Linked DNA regions of Sus scrofa: region 2 is linked to region 1. The links are chromatin contacts, called in public Hi-C maps. All regions are on one chromosome and are shown on one strand. The core of a region is the stretch at or near the end of the contact, and the rest is flanking DNA. Distances in the headings are between cores, read along the strand shown.

Evidence for each region. Hi-C and Micro-C count contacts between places; a contact is called where the count stands out from the background.
Region 2: a Hi-C map of liver shows a contact between it and region 1, with 2.1 times the contacts expected there. A contact is called at or near these places in 3 of 47 Hi-C or Micro-C datasets (embryonic fibroblasts and liver) and 1 of 2 datasets of targeted methods (skeletal muscle).

What each region holds. Positions count from the first base shown.
Region 1 is chr4:118,359,419-118,364,151 of Sscrofa11.1, reverse strand. It overlaps FRRS1 (ferric chelate reductase 1), which reads right to left. Exons shown (of 15, transcript NM_001128486.1): 10 at 3,803-3,889; 11 at 511-608; 12 at 214-272. Among named protein-coding and RNA genes, the nearest start is that of FRRS1, 31 kb to the right of the region's middle.
Region 2 is chr4:118,494,124-118,498,696 of Sscrofa11.1, reverse strand. No RefSeq gene overlaps it. Among named protein-coding and RNA genes, the nearest start is that of PALMD, 69 kb to the right of the region's middle.

The sequences.
Region 1 (4,733 bases), core at 1,437-3,936:
TTGGAAAAAAAAAAAAAACCATAAAACTGAAATAATGCCTTAAATAGTCACCTCTAGAAATTACTTTCTGGATTTCAATGTTTAAGGCTGATTTCTCCTCAACAACCAATTACTCCAACTACTAATACATCTAAAAATCATTTAAGCCAAATTACAACTTGCAATATAAAAACTAGCAATTATATATGAATAAGTGGCATCACAATTACTTACCTGCTATTATTCTAGCAGCTGTTCCCACACTCCAATGAGTCCAGTTAAACATTTGCCTCCTACCAAATAAAGAACCAGTCAGTATTCTTAAAAGTGATAGAACTACAATTAATTCCCAAGAGAATAAAAAGCATGCTATTTCCCTTAACGGCTAGGCATCAGATATCAGAAATACATTTTAAAACCTTTGAAAATAAATATAATTTATCACTGAATTTTATAAAGTGCAGAAAAGGAATTTGTGTGCCAACTAATGACATCTACACAAGAGCACTGATAAATGAAGACGCCAAGTACCTTGGGTCATGAGAGGGTGGTCTGAAGGCCGCCAAAAGAAGCTGAAGAACTGCTAGAATCATCACGGTACAACCAAGGAACGGGTGATAACCTGCATGCTGAACACAGTAATGTCATTTTAATGGCCTCAATGCCCATCCATTTAAACCCTCAAGTTAAAAATAATACACACAGATGTATTCTTATAGGGTTTTTCCAGAGCTTCAAACATTTAATAATGATAACAACAGGTACCTTTCACTGAGTATCTACACCAGGCATATACTTCATACACATGGTCACTATGATGACAGTTAGTGGAACTGAGACTGAGAGAGATCGAGTAGCGCATCCGAGGCCACACGGCGTGTAAACGGTTGTGGGAGAATGAATGCACAGAACGCCACCTCTTCCCATCAGGATGCTAGATGCCCACCAGCACCAGGACAGCCATTCGAGCCCATCTAGGACTAGTCAGTGTTTGATTTTATTTGAATCCGTATCCCCCACCTGCTCAACACTCAACAGATGTTTGTTGATTAAGTGAATAACCTGCATTGTCACTGTATTACAATCTCATCGCCTCTGTTCAGAACGTGTTGAATCATCAACCTGCTATCTCAACAGGTTCAGTGACACTCCTCCCTCAGTGATGTGTGCCTGCTGAAGGGAGCAGAGGATTGGCTTAGACCGTGCTGCACAACTATTTCACTTTAAAACGCAGAGATTGAGAACATGTTCCACTGCATGACACGTTTAGATGGAGGATGGCACAATCTGTTGTCACTGACTGCCCTGCTTGGGGAGGCTCTGAAACCTGTGATCTAGAGCAAGGACACAGGGGTTTCTAAGCCAAGATAGGAAGCTTCTGCTAATTAGGAATTAAAAGCTGACAGAAGAGCACCATAAAGCTTTTAAACTATGGACTCAGTTATACACGGATAAGTTATAGCCTGGACCGTGGAGCTGGAACGTGAACCTAGCTGCTAAAAAATAGTAACAGGGGGTTCCTGTCGTAGCTCAGTGGTTAATGAATCCAACTAGGAACCATGAGGCTGTGGGTTCGATCCCTGGCCTCGCTCAGTGGGTTAAGGATCAGGCATTGCCATGAGCTGTGGTGTAGGTCTAAGACTCGGCTCAGATCCCACGTTGCTGTGGCTCTGGCCTAGGCCAAAGGCTATAGCTCTGATTCGACCCCTAGCCTGGGAACCTCCATATGCTGCAGGTGTAGCCCCAGAAAAAAAAAAAAAGAAAGAAAGAAAAAAACCGTAACAGCAGCTACAAAATTCTTATGTGTTTAGAATCTGCTGGGAATGATGTTGAGTGCTTTCAGTTCATTAACTCTCAACCCTCAGCGAGCCTATGAGATAGACAGTATACTACTCCCATTTGAGTAAACTGAGGGACGGAGAAGTGAAGCGACTTGCCCAATGTGTCCAAGTAACAAACGATGACATGAGGATTTGCAGACTTGTGCTCTCAACCTTACTATCCTCTTCCTAAACTGCAAAGACTGCAAGCTACAGAGTTTACAAAGGAAGTTTTATGCTTGTCCCAAGTACCTGGAGAGAATAAAGTTCCAATGTCTTGATTCATATCAGAAAATCTTCATAATTTCCTTTGCAGAACAGATGGACCCATTTATAAACCATCTAAAAAAGCAGGAAGGAGCTTTCCTAGTAATGTCTGTGACCCAAGATCCATCAATCTTAGTCCTTGTAGCAAGAGCCCAAACTGAAGCACTAAATCCTGACATCAAATTCTGACCAGCTGGGAAACTGGAAGAGTATAATCAGAAGCACAGGCTCTGACCTTAGGTACGTCTCCCACTCTTGTCAAGCCTTACTCATTCACTTGATAAGTATTCACTGAGTACCTGATGTACCAGAATGTTCTGGGTATTAGAGATACACCAGCAAACATACCAGTAAATAACCCAGCTCTCATGGAGCTCACAAACTAGTGTGAGGAGGCAGACAAAGAACAAATACCTCACATAAGTAAATTATATGAAATGAATAAGGTCAAGAGTGCCTTAGGAAAAAACAGAGCAGGGCAGGGCTCTTTGAGAAGTTATTTTTGAGTAAAGGCTTGAGAAGGTGAGGGTAGAGGAAGCATGACCGAGGTGGAGGCAGACAATAAAGCAGAGCACGCCTAGCATCAGGCCAGTGTGAGATGAGACGAGCCACGTGATGAGGGGGGAGGTCAATTCAGAGAGTAACTGGCAGCCAATCACGGAGGACTTTGACCTTTGAGTAGAATTGAGACATCAGAGAAAACAGTTTGGGACATAGAAATGACATGATCCAATTTACATTTTTTAAAAATCGCTCTGAGCAATGAGATCCTGCTGTACAGCACTGGGAACTGTATCGAGTCACTTATGATGGAGGATGATGGAGATAATGTGAGAACAAGAATGTATATATATGTATGTGGGACTGGGTCGCCTTGCCGTATGGTAGAAAACTGACAGAACACTGTAAACCAGCTATAATGGAAAAAATAAAAATCAGTTTAAAAAAAATCACTCTGCTCCTTGGTTGAAAACAGACCAATCAGACGCCTACTCCAACAGTCCAGGCAAAAGACGATGGCGGCTCAAACCCACACAGGAGCACTAGTGACGGTGAGGAGTGTGGTATTAGACTTGTGTGATGCGAGGTGTACAAGCAGAGTTAAGAATAATTCTCAAGCTTTGGCCTAAGAAGAGAACTGCCAACAACTATTATGGGACGGCGGGACTGGGAGAGAAGATCAGGACTTCAGTTTGAGATGTCTTAGACCTGCCAGGTGAGTTCCTGAGTAGAAAGCTGGATGTGTGAGTCTCAAGCCAGGGAGAGGTCTAAGCTGGAGATACCCATTTGAGACATTGTGACAACGATGAGATTATTATCTATAACTACTTCATTTGAGGTTTAAATTTGGTAACATACATAAAGCACTTAGCACAGCTGCTCCCATAGCATTAGTTAGAGAAAACCACATTCAGTGTTCATGTTCCTTAGATATCATACTTTCAATTTTCACCATTCCTTAGTGAGAAGACTCATGAAAGCTATGCAGTGTATACCTCACATCTAAGGCAACCTAAAGATACATTTCATTACCAAGTAATCTGCACTGACATTCTCACTCCATCCCTGACCCCCAACCATGTGAATTAGTTATCAAATGAATCAAAAAGGAAAGGATATGTGCAGAAATATCTTTTTATCCATCATTTGAGAATAAAACAGCAATCTCCCTTGACACCAAAATGAATTTAAAACATATAAATAGAATGGAAGCATTCCGTTTAAGAACTACTTACCCAATTCCAGCCTCTTCTGTAAATAAAAGGCAGAAGAAAAGCAATGAAGGTGAAGGCAGAAGTAGTGAGCATGAGCCCTCGATGCACCTGCAAGGGTGAAAGGACAAAATGAGGAGAGAGTCGGCTGTGTGGGAGAAAGGAGCTGGCGTCATGAGGATGATCATGGGATGAGATTCACGGAAGGCACGCATCTGACAACCTACTACAATGTGGGGTCAGTTAAAAAAAGAATTTGACTATATCACTGAACATTAAAGAAAAGCCTAAGCTGCCAACCTCATCATTCAAAAGCATCTGCCAAGGCCTCAGCTGCACAGAGCAGCTGGAACGGATATTTCACACATACTTACCTGCCGGGTCCATCATTGCCTTCCAAACATATTTTTACTAAGTTTCACCACCAAGCACAGTGCTTGGATACAATAAGACTACAAGGAAACAGAAGGTACTAGTTTCTGAGGAGTGTGGAATTTAATTGAGCTGAGAAGAGAAACACATTTGAAATGTATAATTCATTATCCAAATGAGAAGAATACTGAGCGTGAAAATGGGCCCTGCTCATTGATTATGCCAAGATAACCAGTGCAAACCAAAACCGTCCCAGAGAAAGTACGACATAGAGTCATCCATAAATATAGACATCATAGTTTTAGAGACAGTGGAGGAGTTCCCATTGTGGCGCAGTGGTTAACGAATCCGACTAGGAACCATGAGGTTGCGGGTTCGATCCCTGGCCCTGCTCAGTGGGTTAAGGATCCAGAGTTGCCGTGAGCTGCGGTGTAGGTTGCAGATGCGGCTCGGATCCCGTGTTGCTGTGGCTCTGGGGTAGGCCGGCGGCTACAGCTCCGATTAGACCCCTAGCCTGGGAACCTCCATATGCCGCAGGAGCGGCCCTAGAAAAGGCAAAAAGACAAAAAAAAAAAAAAAAAAA
Region 2 (4,573 bases), core at 612-3,111, 140 kb before region 1:
TTAACACATAAAAATCATAAAATTGCAATATCCTCTAATCTCCTTTCTTCACAATTTCCCCCAGTGTTCTCATCTGTACTCATACCTTCTTTTTCCTGCTAAATTCTGCCATGATCCAATGCCTGGCCTCATGGTTCCTTAACCTAGCATCCACTTTAACATAGACTTTGGAGACAGACAGACCTGGATATGAATCAAAATTCATTCTTCACACCCACAACCACCACCTAGATCAGAAACAAGGCAATACTGTCACTCTCACCACTACTCAACATAGTTCTGAAAATTCTAGTTAATACAATAAGGAATGAAAAAAAAAAAAGCATAGAGATTTTAAAGGAAAAAATTAACCTGCATGTATTTTCATATGACATGATTGCCCATGAAAAAAAATTTAAAGAACCTCCAAAAGAACTTCTAGAACATATTACTACTAGTAAATGAGGTGAGCAAGTTCACAAGATACAACATAAACATACAAAAATCCATTATATTTCTATGTGAACACATAGACACTGAAATTTAAAATGCAATACCAGTTATAACTGTTCCCCCAAATGAATCACTTAGATGTAAATCTAACAGAAACAGGCATAGGACTTAGATGCTGAAAATTACAAAACACTTATGAAAGAAAGCAAAGAAGATCTAATAAATGGCAAGATATACCACATTCATAGATTGGAAGACTAAGCATAAGTTGATGTCAGTTCTCCCCAAATTGACATGCAAGGTTTAACATAATTCTTATCAAAATTCAGCAAGATTTCTTATAGACATAAATGAGACTGTTCTCAAATGTATGTGGAAAGGCAAAGAAACTTGAATAGTTAAAAATAACTTTTTTTAAAAATGAAGTGGGAAGAATCAGTCTACCTCAACTTAAGAATTAGATTATAGCTACAGTAATCGAGGCTGCATGGTATTATTGCAGGAATAAGCACACAGATCAATGAAACAGAATAGAAAGCCCCAAAATAGATACCCACAAACAGGCCCAACTGATTACTGACAAGGGCACAAAAACAATTCAATGGAGGAAAGACTGCCTTTTTTTTTTTTTAAGTAAATTCTTTTTTAATTTTTATTATTATTATTAAAGTATAGTTGATTTACAATGCTTCATCAAGTTCTATTGTACAAACTAACCTAATCACACACATTTCCCTATGCTGTACAGTAGGCCTTTTGGACAACACATGCTGAAGCAATTGAACAACCACGGGCAAAAAAAAGAGAAGAAGAAGACAGGAGAAGAAGGGGGAAAGAGAGAGAGAAGGAGAAAAGGAGAAAAGGAAGAGGAGAAAGTAACTTGACCTAAACCTTCTCTTTTACAAAAAACACACACACACATACACAAAAGTAAATATTGACAAATGGAAAACATTAAACCATAAAACTTTTAGAAGAGCACATATGAGAAAATCTTGAGAACCTAAAACTAGGCAGAGTTGTTAGACTTGATAACAAATGAAAAATTGGTAAATTGGACTTTATTAAAATTAAAACTTGTGCTATGCTAAAGACCTTGTTTATGACAAGCTACAGACCAAGAGAAAATATTTGCAAACCAAACATAACCGACAAAGGACTGGTGTCTAGTGACTGGAAATGTGAAGAATTCTCAAAACTCAACAGGGGAAAAAAAAAAAATCTAGGTAATACATAGGCAAAAAAACCTGAAGAGACATTTCATGGAAGATGATATAAGGATGGCAAATAAGCACACAAAAGATGTTTGACATTACTGGCCACTAAAGAAGTGCAAATGAGAATCACAAGGGCATACAACTGCACACCTACCAGAATGACTACAACAAACAAATTGTGACAGTCCCAAACTCTGGCCGGGATACAGAGAAACCAGATCACTCACACTTGGCTACTATGCTCTTAGGCATTGATCTCAGAGCAATGAAGACTCACATTCACATTAATCCTGTGCATGAATGTCTGTTGCAGTTTTGTTCATAAGGGCCCCAAGCTGGAAATAACACATGGCACTGTGTGTACTGGAACATACACCTGGGGCATTTTAGTTATGTCTTCCATGTCCTTCTCCCCAACTTAAAAACGACACGTTTGAGGTCTGAGGTCTTATCTAACTGTGAGACATAGAGTGTCAAAAGGATGACAGCTCTCCAGCCAGGCCATGGAGGTCAGATCCTACATGGTGGCTGACTGGACCTGACCAATTTGACTTTTCTGTACCTGTATTTCCTCGACTGCAGGAATGATAATAGTAAGACACCTACCTGCAAAGTTCTTGGAACAGTGTTTGGCACACAGTAAGCTCTCACCACATATACCTGGCTTCTGACACTTGGCCCAGAGCCTGAGAAAGAGTAAGTGTTTTAATAAATGTTTTCCGAATGAACGAATGAATCAATAAGCGTGAATGAATGAATCACTAAGGTCTAGAAATATTTTCCCTGCCACTGGTTAAACGCTTGCCCTTTCTCTCCTGATCAGTATAAATCTAATCAAGGCCTTTATCACATCTTGTTATACTAATATAATAGACTCTGACCTAATAAATGAGATAATGTTTAATGTACTTAGGCCAATGCCTGACACAAAATAAAAGCTCAATGATTATAGCCATGATTAGATTACTACAGAATTGTGAATTCACAGGGAGTCATTCTCTACTTGTTCTAAGAATAAAGTAAATCTCTTACCATAACATTTAAGGTCTCACATTCTGACTTTAAACTAGTTTATGTACAAAAAAAAAAAGTGCTCAATAAATAACAGCTATAATTATATTTACTATCTTCCTCACTAGATTCTTTTCCAATCATATATTCAAATCCCACCACATTACTCACTATTTTCTGAAGAAGCCATGGCTCTATCTACAATGTTTTTCTCTCTTCATTTCCTGCCAAATATTTTCCCTTTAGTAAAGCTTACATGCCATCATCTATTTCTAGCCAAACCCCACCCATCCACCTATCCAAACCCCATCCTTTATCTGAAGCATTCTTGAAGCATTCATTTATTAATTATCTTTTCATGCCCAGGGACCAGCACAGTGCCTAAACGCATAATAATGCTCATTAACACTGAAGTTGGATTGAGGAAAAGAGAAGAGTGCCAACTAAAGACACGAGTTTTTAAAACTCCTGAAACCCCTACTGTTTTCCTCAGAAAATAATCATTATAACTGAGTGCCATGGGCAATATATGGTAAAGTGCTTTGGTTTCTAAGAAGGAGGATGTTTGCTTTTAAGATGTCATAAAAAGCAGCCACATGAATCTCCCAGGAAACCCCAAGTGTGTGTCTCTGAGGAGTGTATCTAAGCTGGGTGTTAAAGGAGGTACCACCATTCTGACTCCTTCTCTCCCTCATTCTCTGACCCCCCATCCCCACCCCCACCCCCACCCCCACCTGCCAGGAACAGTCCTCCTGAGACCACCCTGGCCCGTGCTGTCCCAGGCTCCCAAACATACACGCCTGGGTCCACCTTTCCCCTGCGTCCTTTCCCCCTCACTCGGCAACATTCACTCTTCCGCCAGCAAAAATCCCAATGCCCAGGATCCTATTCTCAACGATTTTAAGGGATACTAATTCCTTGATGACGAACACAACTCTCAGTTTCTCCTCCGCATTTATCCCGGTCACATCACTTGAGCACTTGAGTATTTCGAGCTAATTCCTGGTTTGACTTCACACATCTCAGCCAGGAATGTGACTTCACCCTTCAAATGACTGCCACCAAACAGACAGTGCCAACGATGAGGATATAAGCTTTACAGAACACGGAGCCCAACCTGGTAAAAACCCGACTTCGTTTCAAACATGACAACAAACATCTACCTAAAAAGGAATAAATTTATATTCATTATTTAACTGAATCAAATAACTCTTAGAGCAAAAATACCACTCTCAGGGGACATGCACCTACCAGGTACTTTTATTTACTTAATTCTCCGTGTAGTGAAGTTTTCTGACAAGATTTTGGCAAATGTTTCTAATAGATTTTTCCAACAGATTTTTTCCACACTTTTAATGAGCTAGTTCTTTTTTTTATTAATAATTTACTCTCTGACCAAAATTGGTCTATAAAAGATTAGAAAAGCCCTTTCCCCAGTTGGTTTTGACCTTTAACCCCTGTTTCACATCGACTGTCTATTTTACTGAATCTTCATCTCTCCCGCATTCGGGGAATAGAAATATAATCGAATTTTAAAATCTATGCCTCCGTTTTCTCTTTCCTTATGTACTCGACATCATCATATAAACATTTTCCAACTGCAACCTGAGCGAATTCCACAGATTCCCCCACCTCCTAACACAGAACTTCCGGCCCCAGGAAAATTCCATGTTCTCAAACTCCCACCCACCCAAGGCCGCAGACCCACAGGTAACTGGGGCGTCGGAGGTTATCCATGGAGGCTCACAGGATAATGCTTCTCTCCTACTAGGGTTCATCTCTAAGGGTGGGAGTTCGCAATGGTGTTTCTCAAACTTCACTGTATATATTTTAGTGAAATAGATTTTTCTATTTTTACTTATTCTCTTTCCATGTCAAGAGACAAACACTGCACTTTTATGTTCAGCACCATT